Regions from separate parts of the Mus musculus genome. Here all the other regions are linked to region 1. A link is a contact called in public promoter capture Hi-C data. All regions are on one chromosome and are shown on one strand. The core of a region is the stretch at or near the end of the contact, and the rest is flanking DNA. Distances in the headings are between cores, read along the strand shown.

Region 1 (4,035 bases), core at 620-3,119:
GGGAATAGTCTCCAGCCATCTGGGGGAACCCTTTAGAATTGGAATATATACTCTGTGTGTGTGTGTGTGTGTGTGTATGCCGATAGCAGAGGTAAGTCACAAAGCTTGTTATATATCTGTATGAGAAACAAAGACTATTCTTATGACAATGGAAAAGTGTATTGGATTGTCTCTTTTCTTGATAGTTCTTGCATTTCATTTTCAGCCCTCACTATGGAAGAGAATAGCAGGATCCAGTTTTCTCCTAAGCCTGCACCTCCACCTCCACCTCAGGGATACTTAAGATAATGATGGTTATCTTGAAAAACTGTAAATTCTTGGGGGCCCAGAAAAGACTTTGAGTTTCACTTAATCTATTTATTATATATTTACTTTTTGCATCTGAGTGTCTGGCATAGCACTTTTAGAAGAGATAAATAGTATTACTAAATACAGATTAGTGACTAGCTGGATATAAGAAAAAAAACCCTTGTAGACAAATCAAAGAAGTAATCCAAAACAGATACTTCTGAGTAATGGATTATTTTGTCTAACCACATCTCCACACTAGAAAAGGAATTCTGGCATCAGTGTCGTGTTTGTTCTAGATAAGGTTTTTACAGAAGGCGTCTCTGCCTACGAGGAAAGTACTTCCTTGGAGTTTGAGTAAGCTTTATCAAAAACACAGCTATGATTGATCCTCATTACAGATCGCATCAGATCCTTGAAGAACAGTGTCTTTTTGGCAGCAGATAAGACTAGCCCTTTGAAGAACGGGGTGGGGGTGGGGTGGGGGGGATCTTCTGCCCAGAGCATGTAGCTGGGCAAAGTATGTTGTGAATACTACCACCTTAGAAGCTGGTTCACAAAGCTGTTTCCAATAAAGTCTCAGGCTCCATCGCCTTCAAAATGACCACTTCTCCCATCTCAGGCTTCCAAGGCCCGTTCAGCAGTTCCTCTTGACACCTTCCCCAAATGTTGGAAGCCTCAGGCTTCACCACACCCTATCCTAGCCAGACGTCTGCTGTCATACTAACACGTTCACGCGCTAACAAATCAGGGCTTGGGGCCTAACTGATCCTGTTGTTTCAAACCCCAGAAGTAAAGTAACTTTAGCAAACATTACATCTCATGCATCCACCTACGTCGCTCGGAAGCTCTGGCGCTTGCACTGAACCCACAAGCTTCCAGGACCCCAGCTAATTCTGGTTCTCCCAGGCCCTTCCCGTTCCTCTCGCCGGGCACTGCGGGAGCACGACTCACTCTTGGGTTCCTGGAGATTGGGAGGCAGCCTTCGAGAGCTCCATGCGACTCTGTGATCTGCACTTCTGAGGCCCAGCACTCCCCTCGATTCTCTCTCACTCGCCCACACCCTAGACTCGCGCGGTCTGCGCGCACGCAGGCTCCAGGGGCGCGTCGCCGGGCTCCGAGCATCCCCGCCGCGGCCCGGGCTCCCCGGCTCCCCCGCCCCGCCGCCTCGGCTTCCGGCCCTCGGTCTCCGGCCCAGGCGTCCCGCCCCTACCCCCCGCCATCCCCGGCCCCGCGCAGCAACGCTCACCGCTCAAACAGCATCCTCACGGAGAAGATGCACACTGCCAGCGGGAACACCGACAGCACGTGCTGGGCGCGCGGGTAGCCGTAGCCGTCGCCCGGGCCCTCCAGGTCCGCCCAGCTCACGTTCTGAGGCAGCCAGAAGCTCTCGCTCCACAGCCAACCCCACAGGAGGCCCAGGGTTTCCGCTGCTGCAGTCGCCATCTTACGCGCGCCCGGCGGCCACTGCCGCCACAGCCTCGGAGGCAGTCAAGGCAAAAGGAACCCGCTGGGAGGCGGCCCCGAGGCGGGGCCCGGCCTACGGCCACCCTCTTCCGTCCCTGGGTCCTCCCAGCCGCCCAGCCCGCCTCTCCCGCAAGGATGGCCTCCTCCCCGCCCATCCCGCCTTCCCGCCCACTTCTCCGTCGCAGCAGCCCAGGCCCCTCATGTGGGTCCCGGCCTCGCCCCGCGTGCCCATTTCTTCTTGGCCACGCCCACCTGTCCTGGTCACGCCCCTCACCTGCAGCCCGAGCCACGCCCAGTTTCTTTCAGCAGGTTCGACATCACCATGGTCACACCCCTACCTCAGGCTAGTTTCTCCCTTTTGGAAACACTCTTCCTAGTCCAGCAGATTCAAGTTCTTTCTGGCTCCCGGCCCGGCTATACGTTCCTGATCATCACTTACAGTCCCGGTGTCCCAGCCAGCCGGCTGTGCTGTTCATCCTAGTTGATTCCTCCTCCTCCTCCTCCTCCCCCTCCTCCTCCTCCTCCTCCTCCTCCTCCTCCTCATACTCCTCCTCCTACTCCTCCTTCTCCTTTTTTGCACTTCCTTGATCTCCACCCCCCTCCTTGGCTTTAGGCCTTAAAAGTTACCTTCACTTTTTCTCAGAGAAAACACAAGGCTTTGAAATATCTTTACATTAAAAGCCTGTAATTCCAGCCTCCACTGTAATCCCACTTGGGGCTCAGGGTCGTTCTCTGCAAGTTCAGGGCCAAAATGAACTTCATGAGACCTCCCCATCCCACCCCCATTCCCTTTTGAGTGTCTGTGGGAGGTAGTGTTTCACAGCTGACGGCTCCGCACTTGGGTGACCAAAGGGAGAGAATTGTCCCTTCCTTTTAAGACCAGTTTGCATACAGTACAGGACAAAAGGTTCCTCCTCTCCCCTCTTGAGGCAGAAGGTAATGGGGGGAAAAAAAAGCAACAAGGCAAAAGGAAAATAAATGACCGCTAGTTTTAATGACATCTGTCATGTAGCAGTTTATGAAGGAATAAACTGAAGTCCAAAGAGGCAGAATAGTTTGCCCAAAGTCATATAGACCAACAGCTGTAATTAGAAAATAATTAGAGGGGCTGGTGAGATGTCTCAGTGGGTAAGAGCACCCGACTGCTCTTCCGAAGGTCTGGAGTTCAAATCCCAGCAACCACATGGTGGCTCACAACCATCTGTAATGAGATCTGACTCCCTCTTCTGTAGTGTCTGAAGATAGCTACAGTATACTTAGATATAATAAATAAATAAATCTTAAAAAAAAAAGAAAGAAAATACTTAGACTCCAGAACTCTCATTTCCTTATCTTACAAACCACCTCAACTTTATTTTTTTATTTATTTATTGTTTCCAGCCCGCTTGGGCCCAGATCGCTTTGGCCTATTTATTTATTATATGTAAGTACACTGTAGCTATCTTCAGACACCCCCAGAAGAGGGGATCAGATCTCATTACAGATAGTTGTGAGCCACCATGTGGTTGCTGGGATTTGAACTCATGACCTCTGGAAGAATAGTCAGGGCTCTTATCTGCTGAGCCATCTCTCCAGCCCCCCACCTCAACTTTAAATGGTCAGAGCAAACCTTGAACTCTTGTAAATCTACCTAAACAAGGAAACAAACCAGAGACCAGGCAGTTTTCAGAGGACTAAACTGTCCTTCAATTGCCAGAGAGCCCTGAACATTGGTTAAAACTTAGCTACAAGGCTAATAGCCAGGAACTAACTGGGGACAGCGGTGATGGTAATCTCAACTTACGGTCTGAGGACAACAGATAAAGGAACTTCACAACTAGTAGGGTATGTTTAAAGTGTGAGGTGAGGGCCAGTCATGAAAGAGCCACCCAGTGAGGACACTCAAAAGTGTTCCTCACCTGAGTGCTTCTCAGACGTTAGCCTTATCCCATGCCGCATATGGAGAGTGTTAGGAGCTTTCTGGGCCCAACCAGAGATGCTCTGAACAGAACCCATGGGAGTGGACTTAATTGACTTTTCTGTTTTGGTGTTGCAGATTGAACCCTGGCCTTACGCATGGGAAGCACACTCGCTGCAGCTGAGCTACAGCCTCAGCATTGCTTGCTTGCTTGCTTGCTTTAGGATTTATTGGTTTACTGTATCTAAGTACACTGTAGCTGTCGGCATCAGATCCCCATTACGGATGGTTGTGAGCCACCATGTGGTTGCTGGGATTTGAACTCAGGACCTTTGGAGGAGCAGCCAGTGCTTTTATCTGCTGAGCCATCTCTCCAGCCCCCA
Region 2 (4,035 bases), core at 689-3,188, 1.0 Mb before region 1:
CCACGTGGCTCAAGCCGGTGCCAAAAAGTCACCAGCTGTCTACAGCCAGGTCAGGTGGCCTTCACAGGTGCTTTATAGCCTCTCCTGGAGAAAAAGTGGCCTTGAAGGAGGAGCCCCAGCTCAATTCTTTCCTGAGATTTGATCTGGACTTTTTCAAGCTCGAGACAGAGCAGAGGTTCTTGGGACTGTGTGTGACAGGCAGGAGAAAGGCCTGGTTAGGTTACCTGGGATAGATGGCGGGTACCCTCGCTTTCCATAAGCCAGGTGAGAAGGAATGACTGCTCTTCGCTTCTCTCTGAGGGAAGGAACAGGGATTGCAGGCAGGAGGGGGGTGAGCTGGCAGCCTCAGCCCATCTGAAGTGCCTTACCCCCCTCCTCAGATAGCGACACCAAAATATGAAATTCTCCACCTGACAGGTGGATCAGCAAAGTCACCAATCTCCCCACAGCACTCAGCCTCCCCCAACAAAACTGACAGCTGGAGAGATGCCCTGGGGGGGGGGTTCCCATTAACCTGCACCTCTCCAGTATGAAGTCAGGGGCCCTTTACTCTACAACGTCCTGCCACTGGAGAAGGGATGACAGAGAAACCTTCTACCCGGAAAAAGGAGCAGTCAGGCCCCGGCCTTCAGATACTCACCCCACACACATGTCCAAAAGGCTCTGCTCCAGACCTTGAGGAAGAAGGCAAAACTGAACTAGAAGCTACATATCTTCCCCACAGTACCCAAGAGGAAAATCAAAGGCTCCCCGTCATCAAATGAGCTTAGCTCCACTTCTCAGACTCTCTGCCGCAGTGATGTGTGGGGCAAGAAGAGTGTTAGAAGTGGAGTCTGAGGTAGCGGGAGAGCCTTGGGATCCTTTTCATTCTAGCGGCTGTTCCAGAGCAATACAGCCGGCAAGCAAGCAAGGGCTTAGGCTAGGGAGAGGTCAGAGGCACGGGGCACATACCTGGAATCACCTGCTTTTGGCCGAGTTCTATGACCAGAGGATCTCTGGTCAGAGAAGTGTCAATAATGCGTCCATCTACCAAACTGCCCTGAAGACAAAAAAAAATGGTGGGTCTAAACCCACCATTCTTCCCACAATTTGGGACCACCCGGAAGGAAGCAACCCCTTTAACAAACTTGTGTCCTGTCCCCATCTCCTTCCACCCACCACCACCATGGGCAAGAAGGAACAGGAAGCCCCACGGGGCTGGCGCTTCTTGGAGCTCTCTCTATCCTTCTTTTCTCAGCGCTGGAGAGGAATCGGCAGAAAACAAGGAAGAAAGAGAAGCAGGCGAGAGGACGCCCCCACGTGCGGGCTGATCCTAGGACTCAAGTTCTCTAGGATAGCTTGCCACGTGTCCAAGCCAAAGCTGACGTGTTTCAGCCGGGCGCCGCCCCTCCCAGGCCACGCCCCGGACCCCCAAGCCCCTCACCGTGTAGTGTATGTGGAGCGTGTCTCCAATGGCAGCAGATTCCGTGCACGATTCAGGGGGCTGCACCTACGATCAGACTACAAGGGTCAAGGCTGCTCCTCCTAAGCTCCTCTGGAGACCCAGCACCTTTTCCCCCAACTCAGTTCCTTCGCTTCTTTCCTCTTCACTCTCACAGGACCATTTAGAGTCCCAGGCTTCCCCGCGATCCCTGGCCGTAAAGGGGAACGGCGGGACATGGGGTGGGGGGAGGGGAGTGGCACCACAGTCTCCTCACCAGGGTCTCCACTTGGAGGGTCCGGACAGGACTTTCGGTTTCTGGCCCAGCCTCAGCCCGGCACACCGCCCCACTGAACAGTAGCAGCAGTAACAGCTGGAGTGGTAGGAGCAAAGGGCTCAGGGTCATGATTGGACCGGGTCAGAGCACCAGGATACCAGGGCAGGCTGTTCGGGTGCACGCGACCAGGACGGGTTCCCTCACTCCAGGCCAGACTGGTATGGGCGGGTTTTCAAGGCGCTAGCTCCTCCTCCTCCTCCTCTTGCAGCCCTCCCTCCACTTTGTCCCCACCTCCTAGAGGGGAAGAGACTGCAGAATTCCCTAACCTGTGATGGAGGTCGCGGATGGTGACCCATCTAACAGTCTTTCTGACCCATGACGACGGCTGGATCATGTAATAGCACATATTTGCCATTACCAACTGTAAAGAGGGGCGTTCGTTTGTCTCTAACCTGCGAATGGCCAGGAAAGGGAGGCACACACTTGTCCCCATTTCATAGCTAGGGCACTTGCCCAAGGTTAACATGGCAACTGGTGACAGTACTCAAGCACAGGGCTAGCATTTGTGCTCTGCTCGGTCTTCTAAGATCTGTCCCTTTCCACTAAGCCCAGAGGCAGGTGTCCAAGTCGGCTGACCCTTCACACTCCTGTTCATTCTGCTCTCGGGTATGTCCAGAAAGAGCTGGCGGCTTCTCCAGCCTCCTGTCTTGGGAAGCATTACGGGGCATCTTCCTGTAAAAAGTGATCCATCACAGATCTTCTCCTACCAGCAATGGCGTTTCCTTCCTGTTTTCCACAAATCCTTTTCACAACAGCAGCACGGACACCAGTCTTGTGTTTATGCAAGGACTTCAGTTTTTAAAGGGGGCTCAAGTAATTTTAGGCAGCCTTACCAGTTTCGAATTTCATGGTCTGAACACTCACTGACAACCTAAGCTGTGGTACCCAGCTCCTGGTCACTCACTCAAAGGCTGTCTGGCATGGTGTCCTTCCATACCATATTTATTCTCAGGCTGTTTCTTGGTTCGTTGTCTTCTTTAGCATTGATACCGGTTGTAAACACAATTCCACCTGTGTGTCTGGCCAGCAGCTCAGACTACACACACACACACCCAACACACACTTCCTCTTATTTGGAAGAACCTGACCTCCCTGACCTGGCTGTCTTGGTGGTTCTCCTGTACCGACATTCTGAGATTTCTTCCATCTCTAATACCCAACCAGTTTCCTTTGGGATTTCCTCTTCCAGCCCCATTAGCGAGTGCCTCCATATATAATGCTATCATTCTAATTAAGCTCTCATGTTCTCTGGGGGTGGCTTTGTGGTATTGGGGATCCAGTCCAGGCAGGGCTCTGCTCATACCTGGCAAGCGCCTTAGTTAACACCCCTAACCCAGGAATTATTTTTTAAATGCTCATTGTCAGAGGCTGGATAGATGGCTCAGTGCTTAAGAGAGTTTGCTGCTCTTCCAAAGACCAATTCCCTGCACACACATCAGATGGCTCAAAAAGTCTGTAACTCTAGCTCCAAGGACTCCAATGCCCTCGTCTAGTGTCCATATACACAATAAAAATAAATCTTAAAAAAAAAAAAGCAAAACCCTGCCTTCCAGATGTTGTGGTACACACCTTTAATTCCAACACTCAGGGGGCAGAGGCAGACAAATTCCTGAGTTTCAGGCCATGTAGGACTACACAGTCAAACTCTCTTTAAAGAAGCAACAAAAACAAAACACTGGAACCTGAATTGGTACAGTGGGATAGGGTGGTGCACACCTTGAACCCCAGCATGGCTACATAAAACCCCCCTCAAATACTAACTGAAGCCACAGGCGGCAGGAATTCCTGGGGTTGGTAGCATGCTGTGTCTTGAGGATATGGGGTTTTATAGATGCACTTTAAACCCGTCAAATGTGTGCCTAACTTCTGTGCATGTGGCTAGGGAGGTAGCTCAGTGAGAGAATGCTTGTTTTGTTTTGGTTGGTTGGTTTTGTCTTTTCCACACTAGGTTTCTTTGTGTAAACCTGGCTGGCTTGGACCTTGCTCTATAGACCAGGCTGTCCTGGAACGCAGAGATTTGTCTGCCTCTGCTTCCTGAGTGCTGGGATTAAAGATGTGTGCCACTTTCTACCAGGCGCTTTATTCCTAGAGTATAATTCCCAAGCACCAAAAATAAATGAATAAAAATATAATATAAAAAATGTGCACCTCACCATATGAATATATATTTGAGCAAATACAAAACTACACTTCAAAATCTCTCTGGGAAACTAGAAAGTTGTGGCTAACAGACATAGACACAAGTATTGAAAGCACTGTTTTAGGCTCCTGAAAGGGT
Region 3 (4,035 bases), core at 727-3,226, 1.0 Mb before region 1:
AGCCAAAGCACTGGTGTGCTCTGACTCACAGGCCTCTTGGTATCTACTTCCAAAGCTATGTGAGGAAGCAGATCCCAGTTTCTGTCAGCCACAGCCTCAACTTTAACAACCCTGGCTTTAAAGAAGTTTCTCCTTCTCATCAGTAGAGAACTCCTTCCCCTCGCTGCACTACCTCTTCCTTAAGCAGTAGCTAGAAACCTTGCGCAGTTCTATGCATTGCTATCCCGTGTTCTTACAAAAGCAAGATTCAAATCCAGCCTGTCTCAAAAAAGGAAGTAAGGGTCTGCCTCGGTTCCCAGGTCAACCTCAGCACTCCAGAGACAGCGGCAGGCAGCTGGTAGGTTGAGGCGAGCAAGGGCACTGCATCTCAAACAAACAAAGGAGTAAGGGAGGGGGAAAGGAAGGAGAGAAAGAAGGAAAACTGTGCAGGAGTGACTGTGTGACACCTGGGAGCCCTTTCCAGCTGCCTCCAAGGTCAGTGACTCCTTGTGTGAAAAGCTGAATGTAAGTGGATGGGCCTTTCTTAAAACGGCCTTTAACAATGTACTCAAGCGCAGGTCCAACATGCCAAAGGCCAACCCAATGGCCACTGCAGCACACAGTGGGGATACTATCCCCAAACAGGTCTAAGACAAAATGGCAGCAAAGACAGTTCCCTATCCCCCTGCCTGGGGTCACAGATGGAGGTATGCAGAGACTAGATTCTATCCTGTTGCAATGACTCAAGCAATCAGACTCCTGCAGCAGATCTCCTCCCAATAAAACTTTCATGCCATGGACCCAAGGGTGACCCAATGCAACAGTGGCAGAGACGGGTTTTACATTACCCGTCTCCCTAATGACCTCACTATTTTCTTCTTAGTCCTGACCACATACATAACCCTCCACTACATTCTTCCTGGCCCAGAGACCCTCTCCCCCCCCCCCAAAAAAAAAAACAAGTCTCTCCAAAGAGTTACGACTTAACTAAAGGACCCTGAGGTTTTAACAGGGAACTTCACCTCCCCACCTCCCCCTCCTTCCTTCAAAAAGGACTGGCATGCTAAGCAAAGGCTTCATTTTCTGTTCCGGGAATCCTGGTACTTCCTAGAGAAAGAAAGCGGATTGGAAGACACAAACTCAGGGCCAGTGACAAGCTGCTCCCTCCTTCGGTGACACCGCCCCCGCTCCGCCTGGGGGAGGAAGGCCCCACCTCTCTCCTCCGAGCTAGCTCAGGTCCCCCTCCCCCGTCTCCAGCCTCCTCTCCACCCTCTCCCCACCTGCTGCCCTCTTCCCAACACCCCAGAGCAGAGCGCCACCTCCGTGAGGACCGTGCGCAGCCAGCCGAGCCCCACCAGTAGGCCCTGATACTAAGCCCCGGCCCCCCACGCCTCGCGCTGGGTGAGGGAGGAGAATAACCACGGCACGGCACGGCTTTTCTTTGGTTCCCCCACAGCTCGGGCGGGGGAGGGAGAGAGAAAAGGCAGCGTTCCTCGCAGCCCTTTAAACCCAAGGAAAAGAGAGCCAAACAGCCACACCGCCCCCGCGTCCCCCTCCCACAGGTCAGCCTGCCTCCCCCTCGTCCCCAACCCTCCCAAGCTCACCTCTGCAGCCCAGGTCGCACCCTCGGGGGAGGCGGAGGACAAATCCGTGTGCGCCCCCCGCCCCCACCCCAGCTCGGCGTCCTTCGGCTGCGGGGACAGGAGTGGGGCTGGGGTCCCCAAGCTCAGCGAGGATCACCCCCCACACCAGCACCTCGCCCAGACGGTGCGAGCCGGACCGCGGCCGGGGGCCTCGGGCTCCCACCCGGACCCAGCCTCTTCCCTGCCCGGACCCGCCTTCCCTCCCCAGCTCCGAACCTGTTCCTGCTCCCTGCGCCGCGGCTGCCACCGCCGCCTCCGCCCCCGCAGGTTCCGCCCGGCTCTCCGGCCGCTGCCTCCCGCTCCGCAAGCCGACCCGACCGCGGTGAAGATGGTCCGCTGGCCCGCTCCCCGGCTCCCTCCTGCCCGCCCTCCACCTAGCACCGGAAGCCGCGACGGCGACAGGAGCTGTGCGGCGAACACCCACCCCCAGCCCGGGCTACTTCCCACCTCCACGATCGCGCGAGAAGTGCGCGGTAGCGAGCGGCAGTTCTCGCGAGACCCATCACCATGGCAGCGGCTGCAGCAAAAGCAGCCGGTGCTGAAGCTGAGCCTAGGCGGGGGCCTGTGTGGGGGCTGGAGGATCGGAAGGCACGGCGTGTAGAGGGGGCTGTGGGCACTGAGGTGAGGCTCCCGAGCAGAGCGAGCTCCGGGACCTTGCCACATCCTGGCTGCGCTGGCCACAGGGCTCGGACCAGGGAGTCTCCGGGGTTTCTTAAGCAGAGCCCATGTGGAGCATGGAGGATGAAAACGGTTGCTGTATCCTGCTCTAGTCCAGTCTTATTCCAAATAAACAGCGCATCACTCGCACCCCACCTGCTAATCCGCTCTGCTCCCTAGTTCCTAAGGATGCTTTCTCTGAGATCCTTTCCCATAAAGGAAGAGGAGAAAGAACGATGCATTCCAGATACTAGAGGAAACATCTGGATGGGGTCGTCTAGGAGGTTGAGGCTGAAAGGCAGAGGGCAGAAACTCAGAGGCGGCTCTCATGAAGTCTCTCTAGATGAGTCTGGATTTTAGTATCCCCAGGAAAGCGCACCCAGGACCCCGCCTTCCTTCCCTGACACTCATCTTTTGACATGATGGAGACACTGCCTGAGACTCTAGCCACAAGCTATGTTAGAATCTGAGCTAGAAGGGTCCTCGCCAGAAACGGGTGCTCTTACCCACTGAGCCATCTCACCAGCCCCCACTGCGTTCTTTAAATGCATCAAGTATAAGAGCTTGGTGCAGCGTTATAACTCTTCTCTCCCTCCAAAACATAGGCTGGGAACAGAATCTATCTCTTGTCACATCTGTCTCTGGTTTATACCTTTATACCAGTTTGTCTTCTCTTGTTTACCTCAAAAATTACAGGACTGGCTGGGGGCGGTGGTGGCACAAGCTTTTAATCCCAGCACTGGAGACTAGGGTGCAGAGGCAGGTGGATGTCTGTGAGTTAAAGGTCAGTCTGATTTACAGAGCAGGCTCCAGAACAGCCAGAGATGGTTAACGAAGAGATGGACAGCAAGGAACTTGCTTATAACGAAGAGAATTATATTTGTCCCCACTCAGGACTCAATGCTGTTGAGAGCCTTTGTTAAGCTCTGGTTTTTGCTCGTTTTTCCCTCCATTTATTAACTCTGTGTGTGTGTGCTTGTATGAGAGATTGCGGGTGCACTTGTGCTCTAGCAAGATGTGGAGGTTAGAGAGGACACCTTTTGGGAGTCGCTGTTCTTGACTTTTTTCCCTCGTTGGGCCAGGATCTCTGGTTTCTGCTGCTGCAGTGCACACTCTAGGCTAGCTCTGTGTGATTCTCCTGGCATCATCCCCCATCTTACTTTAGGAATGCTTTCATTACACCACAGGCATTCAGCTTTAAAATATATATATTTGTTATTGTTGTGTTTGAGACAGGGGCTCACTATGTAGCCCCACCTGGCCTGGAATTCACTTTATAGACCAAGTTGGCATTGAACTCAAATACGATCTGCCTGCCTCTGCCTCCTGAGTGCTTAGATTAAAGGTATTTGTCACACATCCAGCCAAATGGATTTATTTTTAACTGTACCTACGCACATACGTCTCTGTGTGTGAGTAGGTGCCTGTAAGTGTGGATATCTACTACAGGGAGAAAAAAATGTAACATTCTCTGGAGACAAAGTTACAAGCAGTTGTTCCACGTGGTGCTGGGAGCCAGGTCCTCTAGGCAAGAGAGGTCAGTAAGAGCCTGATCGCCCTCCACCTATTACAACAGGCTCTGGGGAACAAGCTCGGGCCAAGCTTGTCTTGCTAGTACTTTTAATGGCTGAACTATCTCCCTAGCCCATATCCTGGGTTCTTAAAGGCAAGAGACTCCCCAAAATATAGTTACTGTGCTAGGTAGTTTTATGTCAGCTGGACTCCGGTTACAGAGTCCTGCAGGAAGAGAGAACCT

What was found. Promoter capture Hi-C pulls out the DNA fragments that hold promoters and counts their contacts.
Region 2: a promoter capture Hi-C map of liver shows a contact between it and region 1, with 2.5 times the contacts expected there. The contact joins the promoter of Fkbp11 here to the promoter of Cers5 in region 1. A contact is called at or near these places in 1 of 39 promoter capture datasets (liver) and 1 of 115 datasets of contacts at active chromatin or transcription factors (pancreatic cancer cells).
Region 3: a promoter capture Hi-C map of liver shows a contact between it and region 1, with 4 times the contacts expected there. The contact joins the promoter of Arf3 here to the promoter of Cers5 in region 1. A contact is called at or near these places in 2 of 39 promoter capture datasets (both in liver) and 1 of 115 datasets of contacts at active chromatin or transcription factors (microglia).

Annotation. Positions count from the first base shown.
Region 1 is chr15:99,770,646-99,774,680 of GRCm38.p6, forward strand. Cers5 (ceramide synthase 5) reads right to left here and starts at 1,870. Exons shown (of 10, transcript NM_028015.2): 1 at 1,538-1,870. The coding sequence starts at 1,734.
Region 2 is chr15:98,726,260-98,730,294 of GRCm38.p6, forward strand. It overlaps Fkbp11 (FK506 binding protein 11), which reads right to left and starts at 1,939. Exons shown (of 6, transcript NM_024169.4): 1 at 1,698-1,939; 2 at 1,424-1,489; 3 at 952-1,039; 4 at 641-674; 5 at 225-295. The coding sequence starts at 1,826.
Region 3 is chr15:98,761,142-98,765,176 of GRCm38.p6, forward strand. Arf3 (ADP-ribosylation factor 3) reads right to left here and starts at 1,977. Exons shown (of 5, transcript NM_007478.3): 1 at 1,839-1,977. It overlaps LOC115488470, which reads right to left and starts at 905. Exons shown (of 1, transcript XM_030248862.1): 1 at 1-905. The coding sequence starts at 771. The coding sequence ends at 307.